Linked DNA regions of Sus scrofa: region 1 is linked to region 2. The links are chromatin contacts, called in public HiChIP or PLAC-seq maps. All regions are on one chromosome and are shown on one strand. The core of a region is the stretch at or near the end of the contact, and the rest is flanking DNA. Distances in the headings are between cores, read along the strand shown. Region 1 holds the start of TECPR1 (tectonin beta-propeller repeat-containing protein 1). Region 2 overlaps LOC106509627 (a long non-coding RNA gene).

Region 1 (5,101 bases), core at 1,945-4,444, 180 kb after region 2:
CAGCTCTGCCTGACAATACGGCCCCCACACCCAAGACAGATCACTGCCCCAAGGGGCGGACACAGCCTTTCTGGTTTGGAAAGCAGAGCTACCAGCAGACAGAGTCTGGGTGCCTTGAGGCTGGAGCCAGGTTTTCTGCTCCTGAGACACGCCAGAGGCACAAGGGCGATTCAGAAAGAGAGGAGATTGGACTATGACAATGCAGATGGAGCATGTCTGAAAACAGGAGCATCTGCTGTGAGCAACTGGGCTCCTTTGGAACAAAGTCTCTCTTGCAAACACCAAGGAGGAAAAGTGCAGGCTGGGAAGGGAGTGACTGAAGGATAAAGGACAGGAAGCAGGGACATGGAGCAGGTGCCGAGCTTTGGGAAACACCCAGGACAGGAAGTAAAGGAAGATGACAGGGTTGGGATCCCAACTGTTAGAGTGGGGAAGCTTGATCCTCCACCCAGGGCTCCAATGCCCAGGGCAAACATGCGGGATGTCAGGATACCAGCCATTTGAAAACTGGCATCTGTGTCCGGGTGCCTGAGCTGGGACCCCTGGAAGAGCTGTGCTCCGCCCCCCATGTCCCTCTGCTCCTCCTTGGTCAGGCCTGAGGGTCCATCTCTCCACCTGCAGCATCTATGCTGTGACGAAGAGTGCCCACAGCCACTCTGGAGCCAGAGCGTGGGAATTCGAATCCTGGCCCCACCACTTTCTGGCATGACCAAAAGCTGGCCAACTAACCTCCCTGTACCTCAATTTCCTAATCTGTCAAAGGCAGGAAGGAAGACTGACCTCGCTGTGTAGTTGTGAGAATTTAATGAGACCAGACTTCCCGTTGTGGCTCAGCAGAAAGGAATTTGACTAGTATCTATGAGAACTCAGGTTTGATCCCTGGCCTCACTCAGTGGAACTCAGTGGGTTAAGGATTCGTCATTACCATGAACTGTGGTGCAGGTCACAGATGCGGCTCAGATCTGGTGTGGCTGTGGTATAGACCGGTGGTCACAGCTCTGATTTGACCCTTAGCCTGTGAACCTCCAAATGCCGTGCGTGCAGCTCTAAAAAGATTAAAAAAAAAAAAAAGTGACCATATAGGTGAAGAGTTAGAATAAAGTGGTCAGTACCCAGCATGACCCAATGAGTGTTACTGAGGTCATTCAATGACTTGGCATTTGCTCTCACAAACTGCCACTTCTGTCTCTTAAAAACCAAGAAATTAAATCCCTTTGTGGTCAGCCTGCATCTTCAGCCTCTTCACTTCCTCTGTGCCTCCCTGTGCTCTGCACGTCATGGGCATTCATTCAATATTACAGAAAATCACAGCCCCTTGCATGCACCACACTGCTGACTCCCTGAGCTAAGCGCAAATACGGCTCCAGGGAAGTCACGTGTCATCAGTTACTTATGTTAAAAGTAAGGTGCTAGTAGGTGGTTAGGTATGTGATAAAGTACTGTAAACTGACAACGGTAGAGCCTGGGCGGTGGGTATGTGGGCATTGACTGTATATTTTCAGTTTGGCTATATGTTTGACAATTTTCATTATAAATTGTTGGGAGAAAAGTAAGCTTTTTTACAGAGGGTAAGGGGGGATGTCAGTTTCCAGGGTGACATTTTAAGTCCTGTCTTCAAAGATACTTCTCAGCTCACAGGTCACTGTATAAGTAGCCACTTAGGTCAGGCTCAATCTGCAGGTGGATCTCAATGAATGAATGGGGATGTTGGACTTGGATGCACTTTGCTCCAGAGAAATGACTAAGCAGTAATTTCCACAGAGACATAATTGAGCCTTCTGGGCACCTAACAGAAGATGCTAGAGAAAGGTGGGGCTTGGGGATATGCTTGAAAAATCTGGTGTGGAAATCCAGGTACCCATCACTTCCCAGCTAAAGATGACATGAGGGGAACATCCTTGGTCAGCCCCCCCCCTTTCTGCCCTTGCCAGGATGTGGTCCCAACTTCTCAAGTCACTTCCTGGCTGTGAGGTGATGGAGCAATCTGTCCTGGGACACTGGGTCACTAGGTCAGAGCACTCCTGAAAAGGAGGATGGAGCATTAAGTCCCATGGTTCTGAGATCCCAGGATTTCTTTGTTTTGTAAAGGTAAAGGGACAGCAGCAGCATCTTCCAAGAAAGCAACCTCTGATTCACCAAGAACTTCTGCACAATGAATTCCAGTTGGACCCTCAGTCATTTTGCTTAGAAGGGCTGCTCACCACCTGCAGAGCCAGCTGCCTGCCGACACAGATTACTTAACAGATCCCTCTGGAGACATAAAGGTACCCAAGGGAAGGTGGGGTGGGGGGAGTAGGGTTATGTGCGGTAGAGGGAGGGACACAGTTCCCAGGAGAGCCTGAAGGTTTACTTCCCAGTCAGCGGTTAGGACTCCTTCCTGCAAGGCTTCCTATTGGTCTGTTTTTCTATCACACACCCTGTCTCATTCTCCCCCCTGCACAAACAGAGCAAACCCTGGCTACGAAAGTGGCTGACTGCCTGCCAATTGTGGGGAGCTTTTGTAAGGCGACATCGAGGTGGGAGAAAAGAGCAGAACATGCATGGCAGTCGAGTCCTTCCCAGAGAGCAGGTCCACCCATTCTATAGAACAGGAGGTGCCCTGAGGGGGCAGCTCTTAAGATGAACTCCCAGCTCCCATCATTGGGGCGGTCATCCTGGTTTCACTCTGGTTCGGTGCACTTGGGCGACAGGTGGGCCCCCTGCCCTGCCACCAGTAGCATCTCAGAGATGGGCCCTGACCATCTGTCTGAGCTAATCCCGCGGCAAGCAGATTTGCTCTCACCACTGCCCAGAGGAGGGACACACAGGCTCCTCGCAGTTCGATCCTCTGAACCCGAGGATCAGCAGCCCAAGTCACTTCCCAAGTCACTCCAGCGCAAAGGCTGGTGGAGGTGTCACGTTCCGGGGGAGGTGGATGGCGGACAGGGGGTGGCGCCCCGCAGCGAGTGCGGGAAAGAGCACCAGCACAGCCCCTTCCTACCTCCCCGCGCCGTGGGGCAAACGCAGCTACTGCCCCCGGCACCGCCCCAACCTGGGGAGGGGGGGCAGGGCGCCCGTCCCACCTCGTGGGCCACCGCTGCACTCACCTGGGCCGGCGCCCGGCGGGCAGGTTCGCGGCGATTGCTCCTCGGCGGCAGGGAGAGCGGGCAGGCCCTCCCCCGCTGCCGGAGAGCCGGTGGGCAGGAAGCGGCAGCCAGGCCCGCTCCCATTGGTTGGCCTCGCAGTGACGCAAGGGCCAGAGGCGCGGGATTGGCTGCGAGAAGCTGCGTCACCTGCCGGCTTCAGGGTCTCGGCGGGTCGCTCGCCCGCCCACTTCCGGGGTCTCGGGGAAGTTGTGCTGGGGCATTTGGTGGAGGGGCCAGCTTCCCGCTCTCCTGGGAAGGAGGCCGCTCCCCACCAGGACTCCGCCCCCGACCCGGGCTCCCCAGGACCACCTGCACGAGCAGGCGCTGTGTTCTCGGGGTGCAGGCAGGGACGGGGGAGCATCCAGGGGTTCCTGGATGCGAGGAGCCGCAGGGACTGAGGACGGAGGAGAGCCGGCTTGTGGGCTCTCGGATCTTGGGCGTGGAAACTGGTGTCTAAGTGGTTTCCATCTAACTGAAGTGTCGCCTTGAGTACACATGAAGCTTTAACCTTTTGGGAGAACTCCTGGAAACGTGATTTTGTGACCACAGCCTGACGCGGTAGCAATAACAGGTCACCCTCTTTTCAGGCTCTTGTGTTGCCAGCGCCAGAAAACCTATTTTGAGGTAGCTAATATCATGATACTAACATGTGAGTGCTTGCTGAGTGCCAGGCGGTGATGTAAGTGTTGTCTGGGCAGCTTCTCACGTCATCTCTCCAACAACTCAGAGGGGCAGGTGGTGGTGATGTTCTCAAAGTTGGGATGGAGAAAGGAGGACAAAGCCAAGACCAGGAGATGGGATTAATGAAAGGCCTGGCACAGCCAGACATAGAGGCAAAAGCAGGATTACCTCCCATTCTCTCTGGTTCTTGCTCCTTTCTGAGGACACAGTGGGCAAGTCCCACAGGGTCGACTCCAGTGGGAGCAAAGGCAGAAGCCTCTGGTTCACCCTGGATGGCTCTATGGAGTCTTGTGCATAATCGAGGAACAGCATTTGTGGACTGACTTAGTCTGGAGATGTGGGTGGTATAGATTATATGTTCATGTCCCCCAGAATTCACCCACTGAAATCCTAGCCCCCAACGTGGTGGTATTTGGAGACGGGACCTTTGGGAGGTAATCAGGTCATGAGAATGGTGCCCTCATGAAGAGACTAGTGCCTTCATAAGCTGGGACACAGGAGCCCTCACACCCCTTCCCCTTATGGGGATGCAGCAAGAGGGTGGCTGTCTTCATGCCAGGAGGCATAGACTCTGGACACGGTATCTACTGCTGACTTTTGCTCTGGGGCTGTCAGCTTCCAGAATTGTGAGAAATCAATACTTGTTGTTTAACCACCCAGTCTGCACTATTTTTGTTGTAGCAGCCTGAGCTAAGGCCCACAGCTCCAAGGCTCAGCCAGACAAAGTGAGTGGTTCCTCAGAGGACAATTAGGGTACTATTAGCAAGAACATGAGTGGCTGCTAATGGCAGAAATATTGGTCTGGAGGTAGAGAGAGCTGGATTCTGTTCTCTCTGTGATACTTTGTAGCCATTTCTCCTCTCCCGCCTTGGTTCCTACTTGGAAGAGGAGGTGAGGTGGGAGCTCTCCAAGGTCCTTGCAGCGCTCCTGTGCGGGGGCAGAGTTCTGTCTTCCTGGATTCAGGGTCTGACACCATGGACCTTCTGGGGACCCGTATTCTTCCCTGACCCCACCCCCTACCCCCCAATTCATCCAGCCTTCACAGAGCTGACTCTTCTTTTTTTTAAAATTATTTAAAAATTTTATTGGAGTATAGTTGATTCCCAATGTTGTATTAGTTTCAGGTGTACAGCAAAGTGAATCAGCTGTACATATACATGTATCCGTTCTTTTTTCCTACATAGGTTATTAAAGGACATTGAGTAGACCTCTGTGTGCTGTACAGTAGATTCTTGTTAGTTAACTATTTCTTCGCATATTTTCATTTTTAAGTATTTTTATTATAGTTGATTTAC
Region 2 (5,194 bases), core at 83-2,582:
GCGTTTCAGGGGTGGATGGTGGTGATGGCCGTGCCTAGATCCCAAAAGGGTGGGAGAGAAACTCTAAGACCCCTTGAGGCGCCGTCTGGGAACTCGCATACACAGCATCATTTCTACTGCGTTCTGCTGGCTCAGGTGAGTCGTGAGCTCGTCCAGTCTCTCCTGCTGACGGAGAAAGTACAAATGAGTGGCAGCCATTTTTAATCAACATCCGTCTAGAGCTCCCGTCGTGGCTCAGGGGTAACGAATCCGACTAGGATCCATGAGGATGCAGGTTCAATCCCTGGCTTCGCTCAGTGGGTTAAGGATCCAGTGTTGCCGAGAGCTGTGGTGTAGGTTGCAGATGCAGCTCGGATCCTGTGTCGCTGTGGCTGTGGTGTAGCTGGCAGCTGCAGCTCTGATTCAACTCCCAAGGTCTGGGAACTTCCATGTGCTGTGGGTGAGGCCCTAAAGACACACACACACACACACACACACACACTATCCACCCATCCTTGGCGTACATAAATCACGTTTGCAACTTAATGCCGATCACGAAGTGGTCACATCTTTGGAACCTACCTTTGTAACCACAGCAAAAGTTCCCAACCCCGCTCCCTCCTTCCAAAGACAGTCACTGTCCTCACGGCTAAATCCTAGTTTAGTTGTAAAATTCATGTAAACGTAATAGACGGGATGTGTTTTCTGTGTTACGCAGTATTGTTTATACCTCTGCGATTTATCCAGGTTGTTTCATGGCCCAGGATTTCGTTTATCTTCATTGCTGTCCTCATATTCCGCGACACGTGTCCATCCTGTGGTTATTCGGATTATTTGGGTTGTTTCCAGTTCGGGTCGTTACAAATAACGCCTCATTGCACATCTTCTACCTGTTTTCTTTGTGTGTGTACACATTTCTTTTGGGTATGTACCTAGGAATAGAATTACAGGATCATAGAGTTCATTTCAGCAGATAATGAAATGTTTTATTATTATTATTATTATTATTGCTTTTTAGAGCCGCACCCGAAGCATATGGTAATTCCCAGGCTGGGGGTCAAATTGGAGCTATAGCTGCCGGCCTCCACCACAGCCACAGCAACGCGGGATCTGAGCCACATCTGTCACCTACACCACAGCTCATGGCAACACGGGATCCTTAACCCACTGAGTGAGGCCAGGGATTGAACCTGCGCCCTCCTGGTTACTAGTCAGATTCATTTCCATTGAGCCACGATGGAAACTCCCAAGGAGTTGTCAGTATTTTGGATTTTAGCTCTGTGTGTGTGTGTGTGGTGTCTCATTATGTGTTCAGTTTGCATTTTCTGGATGACTAATAAGGGTGAGTAAGTTTTCAAATGTTACTTAACTGTCTGGACATCCTCTCTTCTTAAAAGTCCATTCCTGTTTCTTGGAACAGCATAGGCAAAGGCTCAGAGTCGTGAAAGAGTGTGTGTGGTGAACTGAAGTGATGCGGCCGTACTATAGCGATTCTCAGTGACATCCGCCAGAGGACCTCTAGCCATGCCTGGTGACATTTTTATTTTCACGACCGGGGAAGGGGGGTGGTTACTGGTCCCTGGTGGGTAGATACTTCTGTACATCCTACAATGTGTACAACAAACTCCCCTCGACACAAAATTTCTCAGCACCAAATACCAGTAGTGCTAGGGTTGAGAGTTCCTGAAGTAGTAGAAGCCCCCTGCACAATGACAGGACTTGGCAGGGCCAGGGAGGGGGGTGGCGGAGAGGAGGCATAAAACCCCAAGAATGACTGAGGCTCAACTTCCTACCCCCATTATAGGATGGAAGGGGCCGGGGTCTAAATGAGGTCCATTGATGAAAAAAAATGTGTTGGGCGTTCCCTGTGGCACAGTGGGTTGAGTATCTGGGTTGTCAGCGCAGTGGCTCTGTTTGATGCTGTAGCACCGGTTTGATCTCTGGCCTGGGAACCTCCACACGCCATAGGTGCAGCAAAAAAAAAAGGGGGGGGTGTTTCTTGCACATCTGAGCTTGTGCACTGGGCTTTAAACTCACTAAGCTCTAAACACTTAGTGGATAACCACTAAAACATATTTCTTTGCAGCCTTTTCTCTCTATGTGGTGGATTTGTATTGTGTCCATTTAGCTAAGCAGGAGTTTCCCAGAATTCTCCGCCCTGCGCAGTTCCACGTTAGGATGGGCAACAGGAGACATTCTGCCTGAGATGTGGAGGGAGGAGGTGGGGCAGCAGGTGTCTCTGCTCTGCCCGAGGAAGGTGGATGCCGGGCCCCAGGGGATGAGGCAGCAAGGTGTCACCTGCTCTCTGCTGCTCCTCCAGAGGCTCCTTCAGATTTTCTGATGCGCAGTCAGGGAACAGGTGCCTGCTTAGCTCCAGCGCCAGACATGGAAACAAAAGCTTCCTATACACCGTGTAACCAGTTCTCACAATTGTATCAGATGAAATTCCTGCAACTGACAGACATTCGAGGTATGCGCGTATATTTTTTACATTTACAGAATGTGTTTCGCATAGTGCCTCGTCTCGTTTTACCGTTTATGGTGGGTATTTTCCCATAGCCTTAAGTATCCTGTGGACCCCACTTTCACTTGGCATGGCCCATCCCTTAGCCAGGGGCCTCACCTTGGACATTTAGGTGATTTCCAGTGGCTGAGAGAAACAGTATCGTTGTGTCCACCCATAATTGTTGTTTTTCTCCCTGCCTTGCTTTAAAATTAGGTCTTCCCTGCTTCCTGGCTCCAGCTTTTCTGATAAGTAGATCCTATCTTTGCTTCTCTGAACATAACGTATCTCTTCTCTCCAGCTGCTTTTAAGATTTTTCTCTTTCTCTCTTTATTTTTCTCTTTATTGTAATGTGCTCTTTTTTGGGGGGGGTATTTATTTATGTCATTTTAGGGCCGCACCTGCGGCATATGGCGGTTCCCAGGCTAGGGGTCAAATCGGAGCTCTACAGCACAGCCACAGCTTCTCGGGATCCAAGCCACATCTGCAACCTACACCACAGCTCACGGCAACACTGGATCCTTATCTTCCTCTTTTTTTTTTTTTCCCCCTAGTCAGATTCATTTCTGCTGAGCCATGATGGGAACAAAGACATCTTAAAAACGAGTGAATACCCACATTATGTTGTTGGAACGCAATTGAAAATTTACAAAGTGTTTTGTTTTGTTTTGAGCTTCTGGGAAGAAAATCCACCTTACAGGAATGTCCATAGTCTCTTTAGGAGTCATGTAGTTCTGAGCAGAGAGGTTTGCCTGTCACAGCAAGGCTCGTGGTGACAGTCCTGTCCCCTGCCTGATCGTGCTGGTCTTTTTGTTTTGCCACAACCACACATGCTGGGAAATTCCAGCTTAGCTCTATTGACACAATTCAAACCCACCACATGAGGGGAAAGCCTACAAAGAAAGACACTGAAACATTTTTAGTGATTATCCACTAAATATTTAGAGCTTAGTGAGTTTAAAGCCTGGTGCACAAACTCAGATGTGCAAGAAGCAAGGTATTTCCTTCTTCTTCTTCCTTTTTTTTTTTTTTTTTTTTTTTTGCCACGCTTGTGGCATGTAGAAGTTCCCGGGCCGGGGATCAAACCCATGCCACAGCTTCAAGCAGAGCCACTGCAGCGATATTGCTGGATCCTTAACCCACCCTGCCACAGGAGAACTCATACTGCCTTGTCATTTTTGATTTGAAGCCAGGTATTGCAATTTTTTTTTTTTCCTTTTCTAGGGCCACACCTGCAGCATATGGAGGTTCCCAGGCTAGGGGTTGAATGGGAGCTACAGCTGCCGGCCTACACCACAGCCGCAGCAACAAAGGATCTGAGCTGTGTCTGTGACCTACACCACAGCTCATGGCAACGCCAGATCTCCAACCCATTGATCCAGGCCAGGAATCGAACCCGCATCCTCATGGGTACTAGTCAGGTTCGTTTCCGCTGTGCCGCAACAACAGGAACTCCCAGATATTGTGAATTTGGTCTTGTTGGGTGCTGCATGTTTTTCTGTTTTGTTTTGTTTTTTGAATATCTTCTCGAGCTTTGTTTTGGGACATAATTAAGTTATTAGGAAATAGTTTGATCCTTTGGAAGCTTGCTTTGCAGCTTTGTTAGATGGAACCAGAGCAGTTGTGCCCCACTCTGAGTACCTCACTTCATGCTGCAGGTGTTACAGTTGCCTTCTGTCCGCTGAGATCATTCCCAGCTGTTTATCGGCTCCCACCTGCTTGTTTCATGGATTTCCTCCCCTGACCCCGGGCAGTTTCCTCACATGCACACACCGATAATACCCAGCTGAAGACTCAAGTGGGCTCCTTTGCAAATCTCCAGAGCTGGCTTTCTAAGCACCCTCTTCTCCCTGGCACTCTGCCCTGCAACTCTGGTTGCTCTGCCCTGCCCAAACTCTCAACTCAGGGAGACTTGGTGGCTCTTCCTGGGTCCACCCCTCTCACTCCCCCACCCTGCCCTGCAGCCTGGATACTCTTTGCCTCATTTTCCCTCTGTCAGGGATCCCTGTCATACGCTGCCTGCTGTCCAAGGCCTAAAAGCTGCTGTTTCCAGAGTTCCTGTCGTGGCACAGCGGAAACGAATCTGACTAGGAACCGTGAGGTTTCGGGTTCGAGCCCTGGCCTCGCTCGGTGGGTTAAGGATCTGGTGTTGCCATGAGCTGTGGTGTAGGTCGCAGACCCGGCTCAGATCCCGTGTTGCTGTGGCTGTGGTGCAGGCCGGAAGCTGTAGCTCTGATTCGACCCCTGGCCTGGGAACTTCCAGATGCCACAGGTGCGGCCCTAAAAAGCAAAAAAAAAAAAAAAAAAAAAAAAAAAAAAAAAAAAAAAAAAAAAAAGAAAGAAAGAAAGAAAAGAAAAGCTGCTGTTTCCTATGTTTTGTCCAGTTTTGTAGCTGCTTAAGGCGGGAAGGTTCATTCAATCCCGACGAGTTCATCTTGGTCAGGAGAGGAAATCAGTTTCTTTTTAAATTGTAAGTTACTAGGAGAATTTTTGGTTAAAGATTACGTAACATATGATGGGTTTTTGATAATAATATAAATACAAGATTGAAAAAAGTGCGTGTGCGTGTGTGTGCGCACGCTGGCATATCGGTTTCCAGTGGACCGCTGAGCTCTCCAGGCTGCTCGGCATTGCTGTTCGTGGGCGCACATTTTGCAGCGGCCTGTAGATGTCGCTAGAGGACGGCAACTCCGAGGGCGAGAACCGAACGGG

Evidence for each region. HiChIP or PLAC-seq counts read pairs in DNA pulled down with a chosen protein or histone mark.
Region 1: a contact with region 2 is called in an H3K27ac HiChIP or PLAC-seq map of alveolar macrophages. The contact joins the promoter of TECPR1 here to the enhancer-like site in region 2. A contact is called at or near these places in 1 of 5 promoter capture datasets (liver), 15 of 47 Hi-C or Micro-C datasets (alveolar macrophages, embryonic fibroblasts, fetal heart ventricle and 10 more) and 2 of 2 datasets of contacts at active chromatin or transcription factors (alveolar macrophages and skeletal muscle).

Annotation. Positions count from the first base shown.
Region 1 is chr3:5,439,759-5,444,859 of Sscrofa11.1, forward strand. It overlaps TECPR1 (tectonin beta-propeller repeat-containing protein 1), which reads right to left and starts at 3,195. Exons shown (of 26, transcript XM_021086091.1): 1 at 3,087-3,195.
Region 2 is chr3:5,261,204-5,266,397 of Sscrofa11.1, forward strand. It overlaps LOC106509627 (a long non-coding RNA gene), which reads right to left. Exons shown (of 3, transcript XR_001307305.2): 3 at 4,882-5,194. Among named protein-coding and RNA genes, the nearest start is that of CCZ1, 35 kb to the left of the region's middle. Within about 2 kb of position 1,333, at least 1 of the 83 cell types and tissues checked has an H3K27ac peak or open chromatin away from gene starts, as enhancers often do. A contact at or near this core is called in alveolar macrophages, where this site is marked.